Regions from separate parts of the Sus scrofa genome. Here region 2 is linked to region 1. Evidence: chromatin contacts called from public HiChIP or PLAC-seq data. All regions are on one chromosome and are shown on one strand. The core of a region is the stretch at or near the end of the contact, and the rest is flanking DNA. Distances in the headings are between cores, read along the strand shown. Region 1 overlaps KCNQ5 (potassium voltage-gated channel subfamily KQT member 5). Region 2 overlaps KCNQ5 (potassium voltage-gated channel subfamily KQT member 5).

Region 1 (3,079 bases), core at 228-2,727:
AGGGGAGCCGGGAAGTCACATGTGTCTACGTGAACAGATCAAGTCGAACTTTTGCAACCCTTATGAACTTTGAAAACTATTTCTAAGATTATATTAACAGGGCACTTATGTTATGAGGGACGTTTTAAGAGAAATACAAATTCTCTGGTGATCTTTGAATTGCCTTGCATTCATGTTCGAATGACCTATGACTAGAAAGGAAACTGAGGCTCTGTTGGGAGCCAGGCAGGTGTGGGCTGAATGGCAGGGCAAGGGCAGTGGCATGGGGATAAGATGGGGTGTGCGTGTGTGGGGGTGTGTGGCAGTTGGTATTGAGAGGTCCCTGAAATTTTAACCAGATCATAGCCTTCAGAGTTAGGGGAAAATGGAGTTGGGTTTGTCTGCCTCTCTAGCCTCTGCCAGATTTCCTATCCTTTCCCCATGCCCACTCTAGATATTCGCTTCAGCAAATTGTATTTGCTTGAGTTTGGTTTTTTCCTCATTGATCTTCCTGAACTCTGCAGTCTTCCTGAAGAGTTCTTAAATTCTTATTTGAGCTGCACAGGATAAGCCACATTTCCTCTCACTGTGTGGCTTTATAGTGCATGACAACCATAACCACATCTTCTAAGGTATGTTTTCCCATCTGAGAGACTGAGTGTCATTCACCCTTGAGATTCTCTCTTAGAGACTGCCTCTTGAAGGAGGTAAAATCTTGAAGAGTACCATCCTTCCAAATGAGATCCATTACTGGTGATCCATTACTATTAGAAAGGCCACAGAACAGGAAACTTCATGTAATTTTGTGGAACAGAAGACATTAACCTTGGAGAGCCCTCTGAGACCCATTTACCAGGCAACCTTACATTCAAGCTGAAGTCAGCTGAAGTTCAGTTCATTGCCAATTCAACTTCCTTGAACATCCCAACTCCTACCTCCCACCTTTAAGCAAAGGACCAACTCTTCAGTGGCTCTACCCAAACTGCCACCACAGACTCTCTTCCCTAACTTGCAGGGGACCAAGCCCAGCTTCACATTTCCAGCCCTTCTGGAAGCAAGCATGCTCTAAAATTACTCCTGACACAAGGTTCAAAACACTGCTAGCCTTGGGACACAACCTCCTTAATCATGAACAGAATCTCTGACATGACAGAATCCTAGAACAATTCTTAGGTCTCTCTCCCCAAAGATGCCCAATTCTGTCATCAATCCAGTCATAATTAGAGAAAAGGGGGATGGGTTGGACAAGGACACAAGGGCTGATGGGAGTCAGCAGTTAAAATCCCTAGGGTTCTGCTAGAGTCCAAGGTATCAGGTGGAACCACCAATTCACTGAAGCTTTCAGCAAGCAGTTCTGCTTCCTAAAACTTTTCTTTTGTCTGCATAACTGTGCTCAGTAAAGTCTTTCCTCACCCTTAAGTCCTCTACTCAGAATATCACCTCCCTCGTGAGCTGGTAAACACAGTGCACGTTCCAATACATTCCAACTATAACACTGTCATAAAATTCTCCTTGCACTGTGGCTTTCACCAAGCATCTCACGTTAGCCTTCAGCCTTGGAACAGTCCTTGTCAACTCAGATGACCTTGGCAGACTGCTTCATCGTCTCCCAACACAACAGCTGCCCAAGGCAATCTATCATTTGTAGAGAATTTCCAGTTACTCACTAGTAGGGAAGTTTCTCTCAAGACAAATGGATTCTGGCAACAACTCGAGTTTCCTTCTCCTTTCAAATGATTCAGGCTTGGTCCCTCTTGCACCCCTCCCCAAATCCACTTCACTGCAGGACCCTTCATTTCCTAGGATTAGGTTCTCTAGTCACCTAAGAGTTCCAGTGCCTCTAACGGGCAAATAAGAGCCACTCAATAAATATTTGTGAACAGAAGGTAATTGGAATGGAAAAACTAGAGTGGCTCTCTTTGGCTGCAACTCTATCCAAGGAAGAGACTGAAACTTTTTGAGACGGCTATGGGATTACTGTAATAAACATTTGGAAAAACTATTTCTTTGGCAAGTACTTCAATTTCTACGGTGGCCCATGCCTTTCAATCTGGTGAGGCCCGAGCTGAGAACCCAGATAAACTGTGCATAGACCTTCTTTGAGCAACAGAAACTGAGATGATACACTCATATTGTTTTGAGCCACTGCATTTGTGGTAATTTGTTACATGGCAGTAGATAACTGATACAATAGCCTAAACTTATAGTGCTGTAAATATTCTTAAAATACTAGTGTTAATTTTATTTTCTCATTTTATAGATTTACAGTGTATGAAGCTGACTCTGAATGACATCAATTCCTGGGACCATAAAATAGTAGGAGAGCTGCTGTGAGAATTAATAGCTTCTCAGCCTAAGTTCTCGGCTCACTGAACACACCATCTGCAACTCTGCTGCCTTCTCTGATAGAGAAACAAATTATTTAGGGGATTTGATGTTCTTTAAATGTTGTGCTCATAAGAGTGGCATCTATATTATCAGGTCTAAGAAAGAAGAGGTTTTTAAAATGAAATTTAGTGAAGCGCAAAAGCCCAGAGTTGCTGTTATGAAATAAAAGAAGTTCAGAATCCATAGAGACCAAGCAGAGTAAAACCAAACAAGCAGTGAGTGTAAAGGTCATTGACAGAACAGGGTGTGGTGAAATTTAATTTTTCTCTTTCTGTCCTATTTATTAGTCCCATGTAATACATCACAAATGGTGGTTTCCATCCTTCAGATGCAACACACTATTGTCAGCTTTTTTTTTTTTTTTTTTTTGGCTATGCCCATGGCATGCAGGAGTTCCAGGGACTAAATTTTTGCCACAGCAGCAACCTCAGCCACTACAGTTGACAACACCAGATCCTTAACCTGCTGAGCCAACAGGGAACTCCAGCTGTCAGTCTTTTTCAGCAGAGTGACTCCAGGAAGTCACTCACTGGAAAACTGATTTCTACTATTCCCCACAAAAGTGTCCTTTTCGTAATTTTTATATTAATCCCTAAATTTTCTAAAAAATATTTTAAGTAGACTTTATTTCTAGAACCACTTTAGGGTCACAACAAAATTGAGCAGAAAAGTAGAGATTTCCCATATAGTCTTTGTTCGGGCCCATGCACAG
Region 2 (3,079 bases), core at 343-2,842, 110 kb before region 1:
TTAGTGGTATTGGAAATGTTGATGATAGAGGTCATGAAGTTCAAGGTGCTTAGGTAGTGTATTAAATCATGGCACTGTCTTAATTCTAAAACTGTTTTCATGCTTTTAAAGTGATGGGCTGTATGATGATTGGATGCATGGCAAGGATTGAACTAATTAAATGGTCTGACTGAAATGTGGTTTGGAGGCCTATCTGTGTGTCTTGTTTTTTGTTTTCGTTTTTTTTTTTGAATTTATTTATTTATTTTTTATTAAAGTATAGTTGATTTACAATGTGGTGCCAATTTCTGCTGTACAGCAAAGTGACCCAGTCATGTATATATGCATATACACATTCCCTTTCTTATATTATCTTCCATCACAATCTATCCCAAGAAACTGGATATAATTCCCTGTGCTATACAGTTGGACCTCATTGCTCATCCATTCCAAATGTGATAGTTTACATCTACATATTGGTATCATCTTTTTTGGCTCTTTTTTTAAATAGATGAGACTAAGATCCTCCTAGAAGAGGCCCAAGGAGGAGGTTAATGAAACAAAGTGGAGGAAGGAGTAATGCCATGGTGGGGAAGCACTTAGGCAGCATTACAAGGCTGCAGATGTTTGTAAAAGTTTGCAAAAGTTTGTAAATGTGCAAAACGTCCTGACTGTCATTTTATACCATGTGACGTTGTGCCAAGTTAGCCAACTTATCTGAGTCCTAGTACTCTGACTTAACGAAACAAGGTTAAAGACAGCTATTTTGAAGCACCATTGAAATAATTAATTAAGATGATGTTGCATAAAGCTCCCAGGATATAGTATATGTTCAGTAAAATGTTTGTTATCATCAGTCTTCCGGGGAGTTGACACTGGCAATATGGTCTCAGGTAAAGGAGTGGATAACTGGGTTTAGATCTTCAATTCATAATTTTTGTTTGGTTCCCATGGTTAGAAACCCTAGCTTTCATTCTTTCACTTAAAATGTGCTTTTTCCATTCACACACACAGAAGAGCTGTATACAGCAGCCCGTCTCTGTAGAAAAACAGCCTTTCTTTTTCTATTGCCCCATCTTAAAGATTCTGGAGACTTCAAAACTCCCCACAGTCAGGGAGTTAATGACTGCTCCAGACTGATATGATGACTTGGAATCCTCCTGGATGAGGGTACATATGCTTAAAATACATTATTAGTAATCTCCAGTTGTCAGTTATAAAGTATGTAGCCAAAAACTAAGTAAATGATATGTCCTAATTTCAACATACTCTTGGCTTTGGGATTGGGGCCATGTTTTCATGACAGGTCTCCAGCTGGTATCCCAGTAGTGCTGGTTTTCTGGATGGGAAAACATCCTGTCCAGGATCCCTTATGATCAAAAGAACTCAGCATGGGGATTAGCCTGTCAAAGAGATAATGCACTGTATCTTACATGGAGTAAGGTTGTGACAGGACCATTGTGTGACCCTGAAACAGGTTCAGGATTTTGTAGTCAATCTACTAATTCCACTTGATCCCTTTAATTATGGTGGATGAGGAATAGTATATCTATGAGATAGCCTGCCTATTATTTTTCTGTATTTTGTCCAAGACTGTTCTTCAGTATCCCTTTACATGATGACTTTTAGACAGATCTTGCACTTGAACAACAGAGGAGTCTGTACACAGGAAGGAGAGTGACAACATGGTGCCATGAACGAACTTGAGATTCAGAACCAGAGCATTTGGGATTCAGTCCAGGTTTGCACAGACAACTTGTGAGTTTCAACGTAAAGGCACTTCACTACTTTAGCTTTCAGGTTCCTCAGCTACAAAGAAAGGGTTATGAGGTTCACCTCCAAAGATGCTGTAAGGATTTCACAAAGGAGAATAAGAAAGGTAATGGAGACCCTAAAGGTAGAAGCAATGTGTTTCCTGGATCAAAGGCATGACACATTCTCATGAGTGGTTCTCCAAAGAGCTGACACTTTATTAGCTGCTAACTGAAATAATGGTCAAATATTGATTCAGGTGTGGAAAAGCTCTGTGTAACTCTTAGTACCGTATTTTTTCCATTTACATGGAATACATGTCAGATCCTTTCACTGAAGGTATCAAAAATCTGAAACAGAAAAAAAATCAAAACTAGAATTTTACCATTCAAAATTTATAAAAATAAATAAATGAAAAATAAATCTAAGTAATTAAATTTTCAAATGAGGTTTTCTGCAGCATTTATATTTCTAAGTTAGTTATGCCTAAAACTTCACAAAGACGTTTGGGACTCTGTGTGTATGTGTAGCTAAATTATGTATAGGTATAGTTATTATTATTGATAGAAAGCTTTGGCTACTGCTAGCATTTAATGTTTAATAAATGTTACCTTGTGAGACTATCGGGTTATTTTTGCAAATAAACAAGCTAACACCTTAGGAAAAAAACAGATAATGAAACAACAAGTGGCTTAACCAAGGTCAGATTCTGACCCGGATTTCTGCAGTGAGCAAACATGCCTTCTGGGGAAAGAGTTTGGTATTCTGGAATTGGCTTTAAGTTACTAAGGCTGCTAAGGGTAATACCTTGTAATTTATTATCTATGTGCACTAAGTAGTTTTGTATTCTGAGTAGGACCGATGGTCTATCACTACTTTATTGATTATAAAAAGTAGCACTGAGAGTGGAGCAGCACTGCAAGCAGCCCCCAGGGGCAGAGGCAAGGCCAGAGTGCTGGCTGCATCTCAAGCAGGTGTCAAGGACAAGGGAAAGGGCACAGGAGTAAGGAAAGTGTAGGTAAAAGTAAAGCACATGGGAGGAGAATGATGTATTGAGATACAAGCATTTACAAACACAGGAGGCAGAATGTGGACCCAGTGTTGACATTTGGGTGACTGACTGTGCTACTTGTGGGGGGAGGCTGCAGCCCTTCTGCAGTGGACGGATACATAGACTGCGGCTCCCAGGTGGCCATCAGGCCCCTGGTAGGAGAAGGTGGTGACTGAAACAAAATTCACACTTTGTTTACTTATAACCCACAATACTTATATGTGTGCAATATGAATTTTAATATTTGATATTTCCAGCTGTAATTTTTAGGCTACCAAATTCAGATGCAGTTTTTTT

What was found. HiChIP or PLAC-seq counts read pairs in DNA pulled down with a chosen protein or histone mark.
Region 2: a contact with region 1 is called in an H3K27ac HiChIP or PLAC-seq map of skeletal muscle. The contact joins two enhancer-like sites. A contact is called at or near these places in 3 of 47 Hi-C or Micro-C datasets (psoas muscle and skeletal muscle) and 1 of 2 datasets of contacts at active chromatin or transcription factors (skeletal muscle).

The regions. Positions count from the first base shown.
Region 1 is chr1:52,541,014-52,544,092 of Sscrofa11.1, reverse strand. The region is part of intron 1 of KCNQ5 (potassium voltage-gated channel subfamily KQT member 5); the gene reads right to left. Among named protein-coding and RNA genes, the nearest start is that of KCNQ5, 110 kb to the right of the region's middle. Within about 2 kb of position 1,477, at least 5 of the 83 cell types and tissues checked have an H3K27ac peak or open chromatin away from gene starts, as enhancers often do. A contact at or near this core is called in skeletal muscle, where this site is marked.
Region 2 is chr1:52,654,659-52,657,737 of Sscrofa11.1, reverse strand. The region is part of intron 1 of KCNQ5 (potassium voltage-gated channel subfamily KQT member 5); the gene reads right to left. Among named protein-coding and RNA genes, the nearest start is that of KCNQ5, 220 kb to the right of the region's middle. Within about 2 kb of position 1,592, at least 1 of the 83 cell types and tissues checked has an H3K27ac peak or open chromatin away from gene starts, as enhancers often do. A contact at or near this core is called in skeletal muscle, where this site is marked.